2 separate regions of the Arachis hypogaea genome follow, and region 1 is linked to region 2. Evidence: chromatin contacts called from public Hi-C data. All regions are on one chromosome and are shown on one strand. The core of a region is the stretch at or near the end of the contact, and the rest is flanking DNA. Distances in the headings are between cores, read along the strand shown.

Evidence for each region. A called contact is a pair of places that touch in the nucleus more often than the background predicts.
Region 1: a Hi-C map of leaf shows a contact between it and region 2, with 2.7 times the contacts expected there. The contact joins the promoter of LOC112736205 here to the enhancer-like site in region 2. A contact is called at or near these places in 2 of 8 Hi-C or Micro-C datasets (leaf and an unstated tissue).

The regions. Positions count from the first base shown.
Region 1 is chr13:451,474-455,152 of arahy.Tifrunner.gnm2.J5K5, forward strand. It overlaps LOC112736205 (glycosyltransferase BC10), which reads right to left and starts at 1,590. Exons shown (of 2, transcript XM_025785561.3): 1 at 488-1,590. The coding sequence starts at 1,012. It also overlaps the pseudogene LOC112736208.
Region 2 is chr13:397,007-400,354 of arahy.Tifrunner.gnm2.J5K5, forward strand. It overlaps LOC112736203 (probable prolyl 4-hydroxylase 10), which reads left to right. Exons shown (of 8, transcript XM_025785558.3): 5 at 1-64; 6 at 156-343; 7 at 764-851; 8 at 1,193-1,491. The coding sequence ends at 840. Among protein-coding and RNA genes, the nearest start is that of LOC112736203, 3.8 kb to the left of the region's middle. Within about 2 kb of position 1,980, at least 2 of the 3 cell types and tissues checked have open chromatin away from gene starts, as enhancers often do.

The sequences.
Region 1 (3,679 bases), core at 340-2,839, 54 kb after region 2:
TATTATATTGATGCAGTCCATTAATTATGTGAATTCATTTAATTTAACGGGAATAAAAATCGAAACCAATAGTTAATGTGGTCAATGAACAATAATGCTAATATATGTCATTTAAGATTATCCATTGAAATCTTTTTATAAAAAATATATAAATTTAAGTTTTTAATATTATCAAATAAAATATTTAAAAATTTCAACTATTATTTAATATGTATTTTTAGAATACATATTAACTAAATTCATTTTTAATGATGTACGAAAAACAATAAGGACAAGAATCTCAGAAACAATTAAACAATAGTAGTTAGGTGAACAATAAAAGATGCGAATAACGTGAATAATAGGCTGCATTTCAGATTCACTAACTAAAATTATATTTAATTAATTTAAAATTAATTTTTTTTACTTATTATTTACATTGTTAAAAAAAAAACCCATTGTTCCTCTATAATTTAATGCATGCAAATATTAAAAAAATAAAACTAACCTTGCTAGGGAATTTTCTTCCAAAGAAAACAGAATCCGGAGGCAAGGTTTCATTGAAAGAAGGATGTTGATGCAAGTAAATGGAGTAGAACCCTTTGTGTCCTTTGAAGAATCTCTCCCACAATGGTGCTAATGGCAATGCACCTTTCACCAAGAACATGAATGCCACCTTTGGAACAATATTAGCTTTGTTCTTAGGAAAATAATCTTGGATTCCTTGGACCATACTTGCTTTGAGGAACAACTCTTCATCGTCCATGTTGTGCATGATTGTTGGTGTATTCAAATCACACACTTTGGTGAAATTATGTGATGTAGTTACATCTAACGGTTGTGAATAATTTGTTGGTAATTCTAATGAAGGTGGTGATGACATAAATGTTGTGAATAATATTGGAAGTGTCATGGGATATATAATAAAGTGTTGTGAATTGAAGTATAAGGTGTAGAAGAATAATGGTGCCATTGTTGCTAGTGATATGCCAAGTATAATGAAGAGAAAATGATATGGTGGGTTTCGCTCCATGTGATAATTATTGAGAGAGATCAACCAGAAAAATCAATAGATTTTCTTCAATACTAAAATTTCATAATCAGTTGTGAGGATTAAATTATTGGACTCGAATTGTTGGCATATATATACATGATTTTAAGACGAAGAAATTATAGACATCAAGTCAATAATATTATTTATTTTTTCCATTTTGATTTGTCTTAGAAATATCTAAAAATTATGGTAAGTTTGACGTGAATCAAGCTAAAGTCTTACGTCTTTTCTTAATTTGTCTATGTTTTACATTCAGTATAAATATAAAGTCTAGATAAAGTCTTACGTCTTTTCTTAGTTAGTCAATTTTACGATTTAGGTTTACAATTTATTATTTAAGATTAAAGATTTATAATCTAAGGTCTAGAATTTAAGATAAACAAATTTTATAAAAATTAGCTAACGTTAGCCAAAAAAAAATTTCTTTAGCATTATACTTTTAAGGTTTAATTATTTTGTCGGTTCCTATAATTTCACCGAATTTTCAATTAGGTCTCTATACTTTTTTTTTTCAATTGAGTCCCTATACCATTTCAGATTTTGTAATTAAGTTCCTAATATGACAAAAACGCTAAAATTGACGGAATATTCCATTAAACAAAACGAATATGCCTAATACTTAACTAAATAATCTATATAGTTTAATAGAATATTTCGTTAATTTCAATATTTTTGTCACAGGAGCTTAGTTACAAAATCTGATATAATATAGGGACCTAATTGAAAAGAAAACAAATATAGGAACTTAATTGAAAATTCTTTCTAGCCTTTTTTCCTATCATTTGTGCTCCATATAATAATTAATAAATACAGAATTATGCCATATTTAACTATAGATTATATTTCAAAGTTAACTCAACATAAGATAGATACAATAACCGCATCTAAAGTCAAAGTCACAGTACTTACCACTTAGGATTATGCATATGCATTTGATAAGGATGTTATTAAGATGCAGGGCTAAGAGCACGTTCTATTTCTTCTAATGAACGACCCTTTGTTTCCACAACATTACCAGATACGTACAATACAGCAAGAATACACACAGTTGAGAACCCCAAGTACACACTGGTGATTCCAAAATTGTTTACAACACTTAGGAAATACAGTCCAATCACAAAGTTGGAGATCTGATAAGGGAAGAAGACAAAAAAATCCATCATTAGCATTAATAAGGAAAACATTTTTTATGGTTTTTGTATTTTTAAGATAATAAATAGAATCAAGCACAAGAGAACTATGTGATTGAGTTTGGCATGGCTTCTTATGCAGTTTCATCTTGTTTTAGCTTTCAATATAGTAAGGAATAATTTGAAAAATTCATAGAGAACACTTGTTCTTTTTTTTTTTTTTTTTTTTTCAACCAAAAAGCTCAACACAGCAAGGTGGAGTAATTAGAGTATATAGAGAAAACTTGTTCTGTTTCATTCATCATTTTGTCAACTTAGCCATGTGATTATTGGTATAAACTCTCACTCACTACACTAAGGTTTTTAGACTTGCATTTTTAGCCTCTGAACAAAAATGTGAAAAGAAAATTCAAAATTTTGACAGCAACATAAAGGGAGTGATTAAAGTTGATATAATCTTCCATAGCAAAGTTACTTACCCAATGTGTGCCTAAGGACAAAGAGATCGCTTTAGCTCTGATTCTCGAGGCAAATATCTCAGGTAGAAGAAGAGCAGGCACAGGACCAGCACCAAGAGAAAAGGATAACACATAGCTGTTTAAGGTTCATTGATCATTGTTAAAAGAAATAGCGGAAAAAGGAATAATATGAACTATAAAGTAGTCTTTTGTCGAACGAAATTATGTTATTAAAAAAATAAATAAATAATACTTACGCGACAGTTCCAAGCACTGCAAGGGTACCAGAGTATGGTGCAAGGACACTCCAAGTGAAAGACAGAGAAAGAAGCAACATAGAAACAGCCTAGGAAAGAAAACACCAATGATATTTCATGCATTGTTTATCATAAGATCATGAATAGCTTATATGCATAAAACTAAAATCAAATATCAGAAAAGTCAACTAGACCTTTACAATCATTCATTGAGAAGTAGCAAGTTGAAAGGCATTTGTGACTGAAAAGTGAAAAGAATTCAACCTAGTGTTCAAAATCTTATGCATTAGGCCTTAGACAGATATAAGATGAGAAAAACTATTACCATTCCGGTAAAACTTGTGATAAGGAGACTTTTCCTTCCTTGTTTGTCCATCAAGGACGAAGCGATTACAGTGCCTGCAACAAAATCAAACACCAGCAGGAAATAACTTCACCTTTGTTCACATTATCCAGTTTTTCAGGACAAAAATAATGATACTAACCGAAGACATTTTAAGCACCAACAAGGGCACTTGCTGCAATGTCAGAAGCAATTCCAGCACTGCGGAAAACAGAAGTCGAATAATACACCACAGCATTAATTCCAGCAAACTTCTGAAACAAGAAAAGTGCTGCTCCAACACTGACAACTGCAGCACCAATTCACAAAGCATCAATCAATTTCAGAGTAAACTAAAAATTGAAACCAATCTTATACTAGATTTTTTATTTCTCCTGGTTAATGGAATATGGGATTAATCTTAAATTATTGAATACCTTTCCGATACCTGCTACTAAAAAGATCAAACCATCTTGCTT
Region 2 (3,348 bases), core at 730-3,229:
ACTTTTTGGATGAATTTAACACACAGAACGGGGGCCAGCGTATAGCGACAGTACTGATGTACCTGTAAGTGAATTTAGTTGCTGATTAACTTCAATTCTTCATGGATATGAAGACAGATGTTAAAGCTGCATGCTTTTTGGTTCTCATGATACAGCTCAGATGTTGAAGAAGGGGGTGAGACTGTGTTCCCAGCTGCCAAGGGAAATATCAGCTCTGTGCCATGGTGGAATGAGCTTTCCGAGTGTGGAAAGAAAGGTCTTTCAATTAAGCCGAAGAGGGGGGATGCTTTGCTTTTTTGGAGCATGAAGCCTGATGCAACTTTAGACCCATCAAGTTTGCATGGTTAGTTTCTCTTGTTATCATCACGGTCATCATTGTAAGGATTAATTATTATGGTTAATTACACTTTATTCCCTTAAATTTATCCTATGTTTACTTTAGTCCCTAATGTGCAAATCAATTCCTTAAACTTTCCTAAATGTGGATTTTGCTCAAAATAAGTGCACTATATATACCCGTTTGAACTTTTGGTTATCTGGAAATGCCTTCCCTGAACTTTTCATGTTATTCAACTTTTGTTAGAAAATTGTCACATTAAGGAAGTTTGGAAGGTTGATTTGTAAATCAACAAAGTTCAGAGGATAAAATGCAATTAATTCCAAGTATTATTGAGCTGCTAGTTTTATCAACAAGCTTTCTCTTTTGTAGAAGATAAACTAACAACTACAAGCTTCTTTGTTTCTATACAACAATTTTTTCTAGGTGGTTGTCCAGTGATTAAGGGTGATAAATGGTCGTGCACCAAATGGATGCGTATCAATGAATACAAAATAAATTAAATATACCACAGGTAAATTTCCTCTAGTTTCTTGTAGTACTAACATAAACATAAATCTGCAGTTGAGGCTATGGTAAAATTGTTCCTCAGAGTTTGAAAATGAAAATTCAACCCTAAACCATTCTTAAAAAGGGTGTCGAATTAGTCTTTCGATACAAAATCTATGCATGTATGGAAGGATTAAAATGTTAACTTTTCCATAATGTTGAAGGATCTAATCAGGGAATGTTGATGGACGAATTTGTCAATTTTCAATGGCAAGGGGCTACTTTGTCCTACAAACATGAGATTGGAGGTTTATTTTCTTTTATTTATTGAAATTAATATGGTAGTTATTGCTATTCATCTGGCAGGTTGATTAACTTCTCTAGGCCTTCTCTCTGAGTTCATTGATGCTAATGTTGTACCAAATCATAGTCTGAGCTAAAAATATCTGATGATCATGCTTTCACAGCTGAAAAGAAATGTTATTTACTGAATGATGCGGCATCCCTCTGTAATTTTTTGGTTCTTGTAACGTACCTCAAACTAATTCCTTTTAGGTACCCCTTTTTCAGTTGTATTATTATTAGTAAATATTTAATAAGTTTTTACATATACATATTTGTGAATTTGCAAGACAATAATATATTGACTGAGTATATTACCAGAACTATCTATACCCAGAGTTCAATTTAGTTACCTTATTCATTGAAAGGCCACTATTGAGAGGGACTTATATTGCAAAAATATTTGTGATTTATGCTCATTGTGCAGTGATGATTTTGTCATAGGATGGATTCTGGCTTTTTGGATGCCCATAAATGCTCCTTAGTAAATAAGGAGTGTCACATTTTTTTGTTAATTAAATAAATTTTAATTTTTTATTAATTATATTAATGTTTCAGAGTTAAAAGAATAATTTGCTAATTAAGTTAGAAATTTTTTTATAAGGTTATAAAAAAAATAAAAGTTCAAGACTAGTTATTTGTTTGTTGTTACCTTTTAAGGTCATTTTAAAGGAGCATGCAGTTTCGTTTCTCTTACCTTTTCAGACCACCTTTTATTTTTGTCAATGAATATCTTCTGGGCTCATCTATATCTTACATTTTACACTATTTAGAGTCTATATAGGATTGGGCTTCATATTTGTGAGTATGGATTACATGATTGAGCTGCATATCTGTGGGTATAACAGTGCTAGATATTAGCCAAGTTGGGTTGGTCTAGTGGTTAGCTCACTAGTCCGCTTAAGCAAGTGTCGGGGGTTCGAATCCGCCTTGTGCATACAGCAACTCATTGGCCAGCGGCAAACCCTTAAATGGAGCTCAGTACCGCGACGGATTAGTCCTTGACCTGCCGGGTTAGGGGATACTGTGGGAAACAAAAAAAAAAAAAAAACAGTGCTAGATATTAGAACAAGAAAAAAAAATAAACTACTAAAAATTGATGTGATTGACAAAATAACTCCAAAAAATAATAACAACAAATAAATTCTCGAAATATTATATATATATTTAAAATAAAAGGTTTTAGAGGAAAAATTTTAATAAAAGTTTTTATAAATATTATTAAATAATTTTTTAAATTTAGTTATTTTATGTTAAGTGAATTTTTAAATTTTTTTAAAAAAATAAAATATCTAAAAATTAATTTTTGCTCTAAATTTTTTATATATTTTTTAAATATTTATTCAAATGTTAAGACATAAATTCAGATGAAATAGATAAATATTTGATTTCATTCGGTATAGAGAAAGTATACTTGGCTTTCTTTTACTAATCTGTCACTCTTTTAAAATTAATTACTCATATGCACCTTTTTTCACGGTGCAATTTTTTTTTTTTTCAAGTCCTAATCGTAACTGAGAAGCACTGAAGCGTCTAACGCATGCAACGAAGTCCCTAGTGGCTCGCCGCCAACAGCCCCTTCTTTCTTTCTCCTTTAACTCTTCAGTACTTTACCCTAATTCTAGCTTTTTGCTGCCGCAGCACCACCGCACAGTCGTGATCTCGTTGTTCGATCAGAGAGAGTGATGGCGGAATTGGATGCAGCTGAGCGAAAAAAACGAAAAACGGAGCAGGTTGAAATGGCGGAGGAAGCATGCCTTTGCCTTGTTACTTATGAAGAGTTGTTCGTGATCAAACTAAGCAATTTAAAGAAACAAGACGATGATGTCAAAGATTGGACTTATTTGCTTCCGCCACCAAAGATCGAGTTCTCTTTGCAACTTCCAGAGCGTGATTTGTGTCCTTTCGAGTTCGACTCCAAGATCTATATGGCGCCGTCCGCAGCACCGCGTCAGAATCTCACAAAGAAACCCGGCTGCTGGCGAATCTACGAATTCAAATTTGAGGAGCGCAGAATTGAGCTTGCGGAATCACTGGATGGTGCGCCCGCCCCTCTTTGCTGGTCATTCATCGCAAACACGCCAGTCTCAGGCCATGTTTACTTCTATATAAATCCACGGTTCATAGATTCTGGATTTTACGTTCTTTGTCCCGGTTCTAGAGTTTGGAAACCGTTAAAC